4 separate regions of the Mus musculus genome follow, and regions 1, 2 and 3 are each linked to region 4. Evidence: chromatin contacts called from public ChIA-PET and Hi-C data. All regions are on one chromosome and are shown on one strand. Each heading gives the region's core, a stretch centred on a gene start, on an enhancer-like site or on the middle of the called end of the contact. The rest is flanking DNA. Distances are from core to core; before and after follow the strand shown. Region 1 has its middle 20 kb from the start of n-TGccc3. Region 2 overlaps Ankrd6 (ankyrin repeat domain 6). Region 3 has its middle 11 kb from the start of Gm52717. Region 4 holds the start of Mdn1 (midasin AAA ATPase 1).

Region 1 (2,700 bases), core at 164-2,663, 410 kb before region 4:
TCTGTCCTGAGATGCCCCCTGATGGGCACATTGCACTTGGCTTTGAGGAAATGCGTTCTGAGTTCCAGACCTTCCACGTGGACTTTGGGATTCTGTGTTAAATGAGAGAGCAGAACTGAAGGCACGTGGGTCAGAGTCTGGCATGAGATGGTCCTGTACAAGCCGCCAATGGGGCCTGAGTTCGTGTCTGAGTTTCAGTCTCCCTCATTCAACACTTCAATTCCCACATATGTTAAACACCTCCTATGTGGCTTTGAATGCAAGTCTCTTCCGAAAAACAGGAACTGTGCTTCGGTTACCGGTTCTTGTGGTCGATAGGGCAGCTATTTTGATTTGTCAGAGGAGAGGAAAAGCAGTTAAATCTAGTTAAAATTAAAGCCAGTTAAAATTAACTGGCTCAGGAGATTTGAATGCAGCTGTTCCACACATTGAAACACGGAGAGTGAGTTGTTTTTTTTTTAAATTTTTTTATTACCACTCCTGATTATTACTGGTCATTACTTATTTTTGAGCCAGGGTGTAGATTATCTGCATGTTTTGTTCTAACAGAGGAAAGTAATAAGTGGGCGGCGGTGGTGTGTGTGTGTGTCTGTGTCTCTGTGTGTGTGTGTCTCTGTGTGTGTGTGTCTGTGTGTGTGTGTGTCTGTGTATGTGTGTCTGTGTGTGTGTGTGTCTGTGTGTGTGTGTCTGTGTGTGTGTGTGTGTGTCTGTGTGTGTGTGTCTGTGTCTCTGTATCTGTGTGTGTGTCTCTGTGTCTGTGTGTGTGTGTGTGTCTGTGTGTGTGTGTGCGCGCGCACGCGCGTGCGCGTGCATGCGTGCAGAGATTCTTGTGTGTCCCGGTTTTGTTGCACCCTGCATTGTACATGCCACAGTGCTGCGCAGTCAGCAGTCCCCTTGCTGACTCATGTGCCGGGGCTGTGGGGCTCCCTTGGCTGCTCTGCCTGCGGTGCTTAGGACCAGCATGGCCTGGGGAGGGTGGGAGGTCGGCTGTCATTGGGTCTGTGATCACTGTGAACTGGCTGGGTTCTTCTTCCCTCTGTCTCCCCAGCACAGCCTCTGGCTGGTAGGAAAAGCAGGCACATGTCTGCCTCTACAGGGACAGCATAGGGCACAACCTCATTTCTGGAAGAATTGGCTTTCACTTTATTGTTTTGGGAATCTTCAAACCCAGACAAATGGGTAAGGAGAGATTCTGCTGTTAACGACTTAGCACCCCCTCAAGGACTTTTTAAAACTTGAAGTGGACTTCCTTGGCATTACAGACACTTGGCCCATTTCTCCCTCTGTGGGCAGCAGAAACAGGAGGCAGGGCCAGTAAGGGGGTGTGACTAGCAAGTGAAGTCGTCCCCTGGTGACCACAGCCTTTGTTTATATCTGTTGCTGGCTATTGATGTGAAAACAAAAACAAAGCGCCTAGCCTGGGGTCAGGAAGATGCTGTCACCTGACTTAGCTGACTCCCTCTGCCTGTTTTGTTTACATAGCTCCGGTTTGGGTTTTTCGTCAGAAAGTGTGAAATGCTGTTTTTTCTGAGGTCGCTACATAAACTTCCTTTTGTGGACGGGAGTTGATCAGATCATCCTAGACTCCCAGACGATGATGCAAAGCTGCTGAGCTGGCGCAGGGAAAGCTGAGCAGGGGCTGAGACAGAGCCTCTTGCTAGCCTGGAGAAGCTTTCTCCAGGAAAGGAGGGCTCTCTGACCAGTAATAAAGAGAAAGCCACAGTGACTGTAGCATATGCTGACGGACGGTCTTGGTTTCTGTCGATAAGGGGTGACTCATCAGTGTCAATAGAATTGTGACTTCTAATAATAACACAGCGTGAGCCCTTCAAAACATGCGGTTTTAGCCCCTGCTCTCAGTGAAAGGTTGGAAAATGTTAGTTTGAGCTTTTTCCCCCCTGACCTCTTTATGTCACCAGAGTATGAAATCGTGTTTTTGTAGGTGTGATGGTGACCCCATTGTTTTTTCGTCTTACTGTTTTTAGTTTCGCTCTGACTAAGAAAGCAAAGTGGATTATTTCATCGCTCAGAAATCTGTGCACTAAGCGTTGCCTCCAGGGCTGTGTTTTGAGGGAAGTGTGGCTGAAAAGCAGATCCTCCCAGAATGCAGAAAGGAAAAAACTGAACAGACCACAGGCCACCGGGAGCTGGGCGCCTCCTACACAGTCTATTGTGAAGGGCTGTGGGCTTGCTGAGTAGCCCGATTGCCCTGTGAGTCATGGCCAAAGGATTCCAACAAGGGGGTTCACAGAAGAGAGTCAGCCCCGACAGAGAGGAAGCGAGCTGCCTGTGTCCATGGCCAGGGCTGCCGCTGTCCTGAGCACCAGCTTGCTCCAGTCTACATGTGGAGCCTTGCCTGTTCTCTGGCTAGTTTGGTTGGCTTTTGCTGCAGGCCATTCTGTCAGTGCTTTGCCACAAAGACTCTGAAGTTAGAACAAGGGACTCTCCAGGTTCAGGAGGAGCCTGCCTGCTCACATACCTGCGCTCTTAGCTTTCTAACCATTGCTCCCTCTTAATGTGTAGACCACCCTTTGTCCTGAGCTGCTGGGCAGGCCTTATACCTTCTCTGCCTGGTCAGGGAAGTGAATCCTTCACAGAGCACTCACAGGAGGAAAGAGGGTGGGAGGAAGGGAGGGAGGGTGGGAGGAAGGGAGGGAGGGAGGGAGGGAGGGAGAGAGAGAGAGAGAGAGAGAGAGAGAG
Region 2 (2,700 bases), core at 70-2,569, 280 kb after region 4:
TGCTGAGCCATCTTTCCACACCACCCCCAACAAATGTTTTAATCCTAAATTATGAGCACCAGCTTTGCAGCAGATGCAAGGTGATTTAACATAAAGCTTACTTTATGCTAAATTGCTTCCTAACACCCTAAACCGGCACTACTTAGGCACAGCCTGGGAAACTTAGGAAAGCGAAGGGAGAAGAGGGAGGGGGAGAGGAAGGAAGGAAGAAAATGGGAGTGGGACAATGGGGAGTGTTTCAAGGTAAATGTCCCCTCAAAATACATGCACACAGTCTTTGTCAGAGTGTGACTGTCCATTGGAGACAGCTTATAAAGCACTAACCAAATTCAAATGAGGCCTTGAGGGAGGGCCCTCCTCCACTCTGACTGGCGATATTGCGGGACACAGACAAGCAATGCAGGGAAGACCATGCCAGTGTAGATGAGAGGAGAGCCATCTTCCAGGCAAGAGGAGGCCTCAGAGGAAAGTTCCTGCTAGTTCAGCCTCCTGCTGACATACCAGAGGGCATCAGATCTCATGACAGATGGTTGTGAGCCACCGTGTGGTTGCTGGGATTTGAACTCAGGACCTCTGGAAGAGCAGTCAGTGCTCTTAACCACTGAGTCATCTCGCCAGCCCCCAGCTTGATGTCTACTGTAATACTCTGCCCCAAAACAAGAAAGAGACAAGGAGGCAGAGAAGGGAGGAGAGAGGAAAGGGAGGGGAAGGGAAAGGCACAAGAGATGAATGGAAGGGGCATAAAGGAGGGAGGGAGGAAAAGAGAGAGGGAAGGGGGAGGTAAAGAGGGAGGGAAGGGGAGGGAGGCATCAGAGAGAAAGGACAACACAAGCTTCCCATAGAGGAATTGTGGAGCAACTCCACAACCCTGAACACACAAAGGATGAACATGTCTGAGGCCTGCCTGACGCAAACCTCATACGGACCATGAAGATTCATCAGGGTCTATCAAGGATGCCAGGGTCACAAGTTCCCTGCTGAGAAAAAAGTCAAATTCTGTTCAAACCACTCTTTTCTTAAAAAGTAAAACAAGCCGACCTTAATGTTGCTGACGTTTTAAATGGCAGTGTACTAAGTCTTTCTGCTTCTTCATTTCCACACAGTAAATGGATTTTTTAAGCTTTGTCAGAACAATGTACCGGCCTGAGCGCAAGAGCAGCTCTGCCCCTCTCCCATGGGTGTTAATGCAGCTCCCCGGGGTCTGGGCAAGGGCAGCCAGCAGCTCCCGGGGGAGGCAGTGGGTGAGCCCTCTGCAGATTAGAGTGGTAGTTTGTGGAGCAAGAACAATGTTGCTGTGACTCAGAGCCAGAGGCACAGTCAATGCTGCTCAGTCTAAGCCATCAGGGCCAGTGATCAGAGGGGCAGTAGCTGGCAGAGGGCACAAAGGCTGCCCTCAAACGTGAAATCAGACCCAAGCCTTGCCGGTGGCCAGCTCTGCTCTCCTCTCTTTAAAGTCAGCCAGGTTTTCATGAAACAGGTTCCTGAAAAGGGCATCATTATTGTCTGTTCTCAAGAAAGGCAACTCAGTCAGGTTTGAATGTGGAGAGCTGGGTTCTCAGACACATTACCAGTGCTAACTACAAGGAAACCACTTTTCCTTGTGCTAATTACAAGGAGCAGGGAGGAAACAGGCCAGGCCGAGAACAAATGCCTCAAAAACAAAAAAGTGAAAGAAAGAAAGAAAGAAAGAAAGAAAGGAAGAAGGAAAGAAAAGTCTACTTGCTTTTCAGAGGAGGGACTGGGCTTTGCAGAGAGCAGTCTGCCTCCCTGCCCAAATGCAGCAACCCACTCTGCCCTAATTAATAGCATCTGGCAGCGTTGTACAGTGATGATCTCAGAGCAGCTTATAATCAATCCTTGGGCTCTCCTGGATCAGAACTACAGCACAACGTTCTCCTCTCGCAACCTCTGGTGTTGCTTTTTAAATACAAAGCCCATCAGATATAATGTGGCTTTTGTTTGGGGAGCACTGAACGCATCCTCCATCAACACTAATCAGAAATGCGCCTTATGAAACTGGGATGCTGATTTCCATCCAATCCAGGGGGCCGGGAGATCCAGAACACAGGCTAAATGTTGCTTAGGATTTACTCTTTTATTCTTGGAGTAATTTAAAGATAATTCCAAAGGTCGGGTAGGGAGGACATGGTAGCACAGAGGTCTACAGCAAAATTGGGCATGATTTTATATTTCTTTCTTTTTTTATTTTTTTAAAGATTTATTTATTATTATATCTAAGTACACTGTAGCTGTCTTCAGACACACAAGAAGGCATTAGATTTATTTATGGATGGTTGTGAGCTACCATGTGGTTGCTGGGATTTGAACTCAGAACCTTCAGAAGAGCAGTCAGTGCCCTTAACCGCTGATCCAACTCTCCAGCCCATATTTCATTTTATTATTCGATGTACTTATTTATTATATGTAAATACACTGTAGCTGTCTTCAGACATCCCAGAAGAGGGCATCAGATCTCATTACTGATGGTTGTGAGCCACCATGTGGTTGCTGGGATTTGAACTCAGGACCTTAGGAAGAGCAATCAGTGTTCTTAACCGCTGAGCCATCTCTCCAGCCCCTACATTTTATTTTCAAACACACAAATTCATGGTCACTTTTAAGACGGCCAGTAAATTGTTAGTACAATCTTCTTCACCAAAGGAAGAATAAAATTTGTCCATTTAGGATTTAAAAAGACTG
Region 3 (2,700 bases), core at 15-2,514, 510 kb before region 4:
AGGTGGCAGGCTGCTTAGCTGGAATTTTGTGTTACTGGTAGAAGGCACTAACCAATCTGGGCCTCAAAACCTATCAAGTGAGCTGAAAAGAAAAATCTCTCCCCTCTTTTGATCTGAGAGCTTGTTGCTGTTGTGGGGTATCTTATAGGAGTGCTAACCATTGAAGCTGGTCTTGAAGGTCTGGTGATTCGCTCTGCAGTTGGGAATCGCGAGTCATATCTGCAGAATCTCAAAGAGCAGCTCTGAAGACGGAAGATTGTGTTCTTTGTGATAGCAACACACAGGCGCTTGGAAACTCAAATCTTGGTCTTCCTTGCCGGAAACGGCTCCTTTTTGGCTGGTAAAGCAAGAAATGGAACTCTCTCAGAGTCTGCAGATCACAAACTCTTGATAGAGAGGTCTTCGACTAGAGCTCCAGGATTCCCAAGACATTCCACAGAAGCGGTTGGTAACGATGACTTCTGACCTCGTTCTCCTGGCCATTCTTCGTATACATCCCTTTGCCTTTCTCAAAGGATGTTAGTTGAAGAAAGGGTTCCTATACTAAGGGAAAGAAAGAGTGAGGGAGGAAAAGAGGAGATGGGAGAGAAAGGAGGGAGGAGGGCTTAGCAGAGAGACCATAGCCCATGAAAACCACAAGACCTACAAGGCTCACACAGCTTCTTAGAGAAAGCACTGTGTAGCTGGTGAACTTCCTGCAGGGGACTTCCCAAGCACACCTCAGTTAGTGGCTGTCTGCTCAAAGATGCCAAGGCTTTTGATTTCTCTCTTATGATCAGTTATAGGCAGTATCTAATGCTGATTCCCTTCGCCTTTTATTTAGCAATTTCCAAAATGAATTGGGCCTTACAGCTTTTGCCCTCTTCCTAGGGAGAACACTAGCTATGTGCTGTTATTTCGCCCAAGACAATCTTTTCACAGGGAGGCTTCGGTGTAGCTGAGCTGTTTGTCACATCTTGCTGCTGGGAGAGATTACACTATGAAAAGATGAATAGAACTGAAGCAATGTATTCAACAGTAACCACTCAGGAAAACAAATTCCTTCCTACACGAATCTCCCTTGGTAGCCACCGCTTCTATTACTGACTGGCTTCACTTTCTTGTCGGCATAAAAACAACCATCCAAGGTAAAATGTGTATGATATCCCAACGAATACCCACTGTCAAGAGGTTCCACTGTTTGACCCACCCTGCCCCCTACTTCCTCCGTACACCTGTGCTTATATTCTGGTGCCTGGCAACACATGGCAAGCAAGAGGTGATAGCCCAGGGGAATCCCCCGCCAAAGGGCAGATCTGACAAGACCATTATCAGATGAGACTGAGGTGTGAGGTGACTCAGACACTGTGAAATTTAAAAAAAAAAGCATGTTCATGTAGACCGGCTTTTCCTCTATCAGACAGCACGCCCTTAAGATGCTGTGTCTGAAGCAGCTCTGAAAACCGAGTCCTCTGTTAAATGAGATAGAGGCTCTTGTTGTTCAAATGATTCCCATAAGACAGACTTTTAAAATCAAAAGTCTTTTGCCCATTCGTACATTCGCTGAGCATGTACAAATCTTTTCAGGGCTTTGAGCTGAGTGCTGGCTCTGGAAACGGGGAGAAATAAGACAACTCCCTGCACAAACATTAGACAACCACTCTTTTAAAAAGTGTCAGGGCTTTTCTCCAAGATGGTGGCAAAGGTGGTTAAAAAAAAAAAAAGAAAGCTCTTGCCCCTTGCAAAGCCAAAGCAAAGGCCTTGATTTGCCTAAGAAGGCAGTCACAGCCGCAAAAAGAAGATCCGCATATCACCCACCTCTTGGCAGACCAAGACTCTGCAGCTCTGGAGGCAGCGTAAATACCCTCAAAGGAATGAACCCAGGAGACACAAGCTTGAGAACCATGCCGTCATCAAATTCCCTCTAACCACCGGGTTAGCCTCTCGAGAAGATAGAGGACAACGACATGCTCTTGTTCACTGTGGATGTCAAGGTCAACAAGCACCAGACCAAACAGGCCGTGAAGAAACTCTATGACATTGATGTGGCCAAAGTCAATACCCCGTAAGGCCTGATGGACAGAAGAAGGTGTACGTAGTAGGTCCGCTTGGCTCCCAATTATGATGCTCTGGATGTTGTCAGGAAGACTGGGGTCATCTAAACTGAGACCAGATGGCTAATTCTAAATATACAATTTTTCTTCACCATATGAATGAATGAATAAGTAAATAAATAAATAAATAAATAAATAAATAAATAACATGTTAAGTCTCAAAGAAACCCAGGACCAATGGCTAGCTGAGGTGGTTATCAACATATCAAAGCTGACACTGGCTGCCAGGCTCTCCATTACAGAGTAGCTGTTACAGAGTCCTGGCTTCCTCTCCAGCCCCCGACCTTAAAGTCCCCCTTCCTCTAGCATGTCTTTTTCTATAAAACTCTGCCATTATGGTTACGTGCTCTCTCCATCCGGTCATCGTCTTGGCTCCTGGTCCTCTCCCTTGCCCTCTCTTCTCTCCTCGTCTCTCTCACTCCCCTCCACTCCTCCTTACATGACCGCGCTCAGTCTGGACTCTTCCAACCACCTCTGGCTCTGCTCTCTCTCTCAGCTACGATTCTCCTCAACCATACTTAGCGGCAGTCACGTCTTCCCTTTCGTTTGCTTTGGACTAGTGGCTGAGCAGAGTGACGGAGTGAAGTCTGGGTTTCTTTCCCCCTCT
Region 4 (2,700 bases), core at 192-2,691:
CTAAGATAAACGCTATACAATAAAGAGAAACGTCAATGGTGCAAGTGTACGAGTGTACACTCCTGAATCCCCTGTTTCATCGAGCATCAAAAACCATCAATCTTAGTTCTTTTCTCTTCTTTTCTGTTTTTTTGAGATAGGGTTTCTCTGTGTAACCCCGGCTGTCCTGGAACTCACTCTGTAGACCAGACTGGTCTTGAACTCAGAAATCTGCCTGCCTCTGCCTTCCAAGTGCTGGGATTAAAGGCATACACCACTGGCCGGCTAGTCCTTTTCTTGTACTTTATTCTGTATCCATATCCTCTGCATCTGATTGGATCCCTGGATTTTATTTCATTTTTGGTGTGACACTTTCCACAATATACCAATCTGCTGCTGCTCTGGGGGTTGAATGCCTTTCTGGGTGTTCATTGTTAGTGCCTCCACAGCTGGAAGAAGCTTCCTTTCTCTGCACTTAGAGTAAACTTTTATCCAAGTTCTTTGGGTGGGTTTCAGAGATTGAAATCAGTTTGCCAGACTTAGGGGAAAGCATCTTTTAACTGCTGAGTCATCTAGTCAGTTCTCACCACCAAAAAGCAAAGCAGCCAGGTGTTAAAGTCACGCCTTCAATCCCAGCCCTGGGGAGGCAGAGGCAGGCGGATCTCTGAGGTCAGAGGCCTGCCCTGTCTACAGAGCAAGTTCCAGGACAGCCAGGGTTACAAAGAAATCCTATCTCAAAAAAACAAAACAAAACAAAAACTGGTGTGTGTGTTGTGTGCCACATGTATGTATGTATGTATGCCACAGAGGCCAGAAGAGGGCGTTTTATCTCATAGAGATGGAGTTACAAATGGTTGTAAGCTGCACTATGCTGGTAATGGGCTTCTTTATTGTCAATCCCTCTCAATATATTTTGTTTGACATCATTATAGGTTTAACTTGTTCGTGACCTTCATCTTAACAATTCTAACTTTGTGCACTCCGCAGCCTTTCTGGAATCATTATTACTACGGGGAGTATGCGCGAAGTGTGTGAAGGCCCACACGTGCCATGGTGTAAAATAGAGGTCACAAATCAAACTCTGGGCATCAGGCTTGCATTACAAGAGCTTTTAGCCGACTAAGGCATCTCACTAACTCCTACTCTTTTTTTAATTAAGCAATTATTTCCAGGATTTGTAAGAATACTTCAGGGCCATTTTTCTCAAAAGGTCACTCTTTTTATGGGCAACAATCTTGGACAGCGAATCCGCTTATCTTTCACACAGGACCTGTGTTGATACAGAGTAAGTCACTGTGCGCTTAGGTCGCACGCGCCGGCAGCTCCTCGTTTGGCGACGCGAATTTCACTCTCAGAAGGATCAGTCAACCGGCTAACCTCAAAAGCTACTTCCGCTTCCCTTCCTACTAGCAGTGGCGCGGCAGTGACGCATTTCCGCCCACGGGGGCGTGGCAGTAGTCGCGCCGCCGCGGGTTGATGACGCAACGTGAATTCCTTCACCACGTGTGTGTCTGCTTGCCGGCTTTCGGGGGTCTTCTTGCCGTCGTGGGTTTTCGGCCGTCACCCCGCGGCCCCGTGGCCGCGGCCGGAGACTATGGAGCACCTCTCTGTGGAGCTGGTATCCGGGCCGCTGCGGCTAATCGCCGCCAAGAACGAGAAGAGCAGCGGCGAGCTGAACAGGTTCCTGGCCAAGTCGGTGAGCGTGGGCGAAGGGAGGCGGGCCCGGGTCGCGGAGCGCCGAGTCCCGGGAAAGGGCCTTTGTTTTTCGGGGTCAGCTTCCATTTCCTCGCCCCCTGCCCGGCGCTCAGGCCCTGGTGGAGTTCATGCCCTTCAGGAATCGGCGCGGTTGGTTTTTCTGCGAGGCTGCTTCTGTCCGCCTCCCCACCCCCCAGACACGTGCTTTTCCTTCCCTTTCCCCACCCCTCGGATGCTTTTAAGGATGCTTTTCTTTACTTTGACCCTTTGGCCCACTGACGAACATCCATAGTATTTTTTCTGGGCGTCTCAATACACCACTGAGGAGACGCAAAAATCTTGTCTCTACACCCGGGGAGTTCGCGTCTTCTTCGGTGACCGTTCATAACAAACAGCTGAAGGTTTTAACAAGACAGTTAAATTGGGAGATGAAAGACTTTTTAAATTTTATTTTTTTTATTTTTATTTTTTTTACCAAATGAGTCATGTGTTTTCAAGAGCTTTGCCGTATTGGCTTTTGCCTGAGTTGAGCATCCTTACTAGACAAGTTTTCACTTTGCGTTTTAATTTCTTTCTAAGTTTCCTTACCTGCTCTGTCTGTAAGCTTGAGTCAAGAGAGACGTGATTTTAATTTTGTAAAACTCTCAGCCAAGAGTGCATAAAGTACATACACACTCCATTGTTTTAGCAGTCAACAGCAGTGTAGCCCATCCAGTGGTTCGCAACCTGTGGGTCGCCTAAGACCAGCATATTTACATTACGATTCATAACAGTAGCAAAATTACAGTTATGAGTTAGCAACGAAAATAATTTTATGATTTGGGGTTACCACAAAATGAGGAACTGTATTGAAGGATTGTAGCATTAGGAAGGTTGAAAGTCACTGTTGTAGATGAATGAACCTGAGCCATTTGCAGCATTGTAGAATTCGCCAGAGAAAATTCTGAGAGTTTTTCCCGAGGTGTTGAACCTACTTTCTGTCACTGAATTACACCCTTAGCCAAAAGGCATCTTGTTTGTTTTTTC

Evidence for each region. Hi-C and Micro-C count contacts between places; a contact is called where the count stands out from the background. ChIA-PET counts read pairs in DNA pulled down with a chosen protein or histone mark.
Region 1: a contact with region 4 is called in an RNA polymerase II ChIA-PET map of memory CD8 T cells, with 154 read pairs. The contact joins the enhancer-like site here to the promoter of Mdn1 in region 4. A contact is called at or near these places in 7 of 39 promoter capture datasets (the 3T3-L1 cell line, the C10 cell line, cranial neural crest and 2 more) and 1 of 115 datasets of contacts at active chromatin or transcription factors (memory CD8 T cells).
Region 2: a contact with region 4 is called in a Hi-C map of pre-B cells, with 2.7 times the contacts expected there. The contact joins the enhancer-like site here to the promoter of Mdn1 in region 4. A contact is called at or near these places in 17 of 39 promoter capture datasets (the C10 cell line, the HPC-7 cell line, the SN4741 cell line and 9 more), 4 of 484 Hi-C or Micro-C datasets (the N1E-115 cell line, embryonic stem cells and pre-B cells), 4 of 115 datasets of contacts at active chromatin or transcription factors (embryonic hindbrain, embryonic stem cells, epiblast stem cells and 1 more) and 1 of 9 other capture datasets (adipose tissue).
Region 3: a contact with region 4 is called in an RNA polymerase II ChIA-PET map of memory CD8 T cells, with 60 read pairs. The contact joins the enhancer-like site here to the promoter of Mdn1 in region 4. A contact is called at or near these places in 1 of 39 promoter capture datasets (cranial neural crest), 1 of 484 Hi-C or Micro-C datasets (bone marrow-derived macrophages) and 3 of 115 datasets of contacts at active chromatin or transcription factors (bone marrow-derived macrophages, effector CD8 T cells and memory CD8 T cells).

What each region holds. Positions count from the first base shown.
Region 1 is chr4:32,249,013-32,251,712 of GRCm38.p6, forward strand. It overlaps a transcript of Bach2 not described here. Among named protein-coding and RNA genes, the nearest start is that of n-TGccc3, 20 kb to the left of the region's middle. Within about 2 kb of position 1,414, at least 343 of the 459 cell types and tissues checked have an H3K27ac peak or open chromatin away from gene starts, as enhancers often do. A contact at or near this core is called in memory CD8 T cells and pre-B cells, where this site is marked.
Region 2 is chr4:32,938,367-32,941,066 of GRCm38.p6, forward strand. All of the region lies in intron 1 of Ankrd6 (ankyrin repeat domain 6), which reads right to left. Among named protein-coding and RNA genes, the nearest start is that of Ankrd6, 11 kb to the right of the region's middle. Within about 2 kb of position 1,320, at least 56 of the 459 cell types and tissues checked have an H3K27ac peak or open chromatin away from gene starts, as enhancers often do. A contact at or near this core is called in the N1E-115 cell line and second pharyngeal arch cranial neural crest, where this site is marked.
Region 3 is chr4:32,148,082-32,150,781 of GRCm38.p6, forward strand. No RefSeq gene overlaps it. Among named protein-coding and RNA genes, the nearest start is that of Gm52717, 11 kb to the right of the region's middle. Within about 2 kb of position 1,265, at least 37 of the 459 cell types and tissues checked have an H3K27ac peak or open chromatin away from gene starts, as enhancers often do. A contact at or near this core is called in effector CD8 T cells and memory CD8 T cells, where this site is marked.
Region 4 is chr4:32,655,678-32,658,377 of GRCm38.p6, forward strand. Mdn1 (midasin AAA ATPase 1) reads left to right here and starts at 1,442. Exons shown (of 102, transcript NM_001081392.1): 1 at 1,442-1,675. The coding sequence starts at 1,574.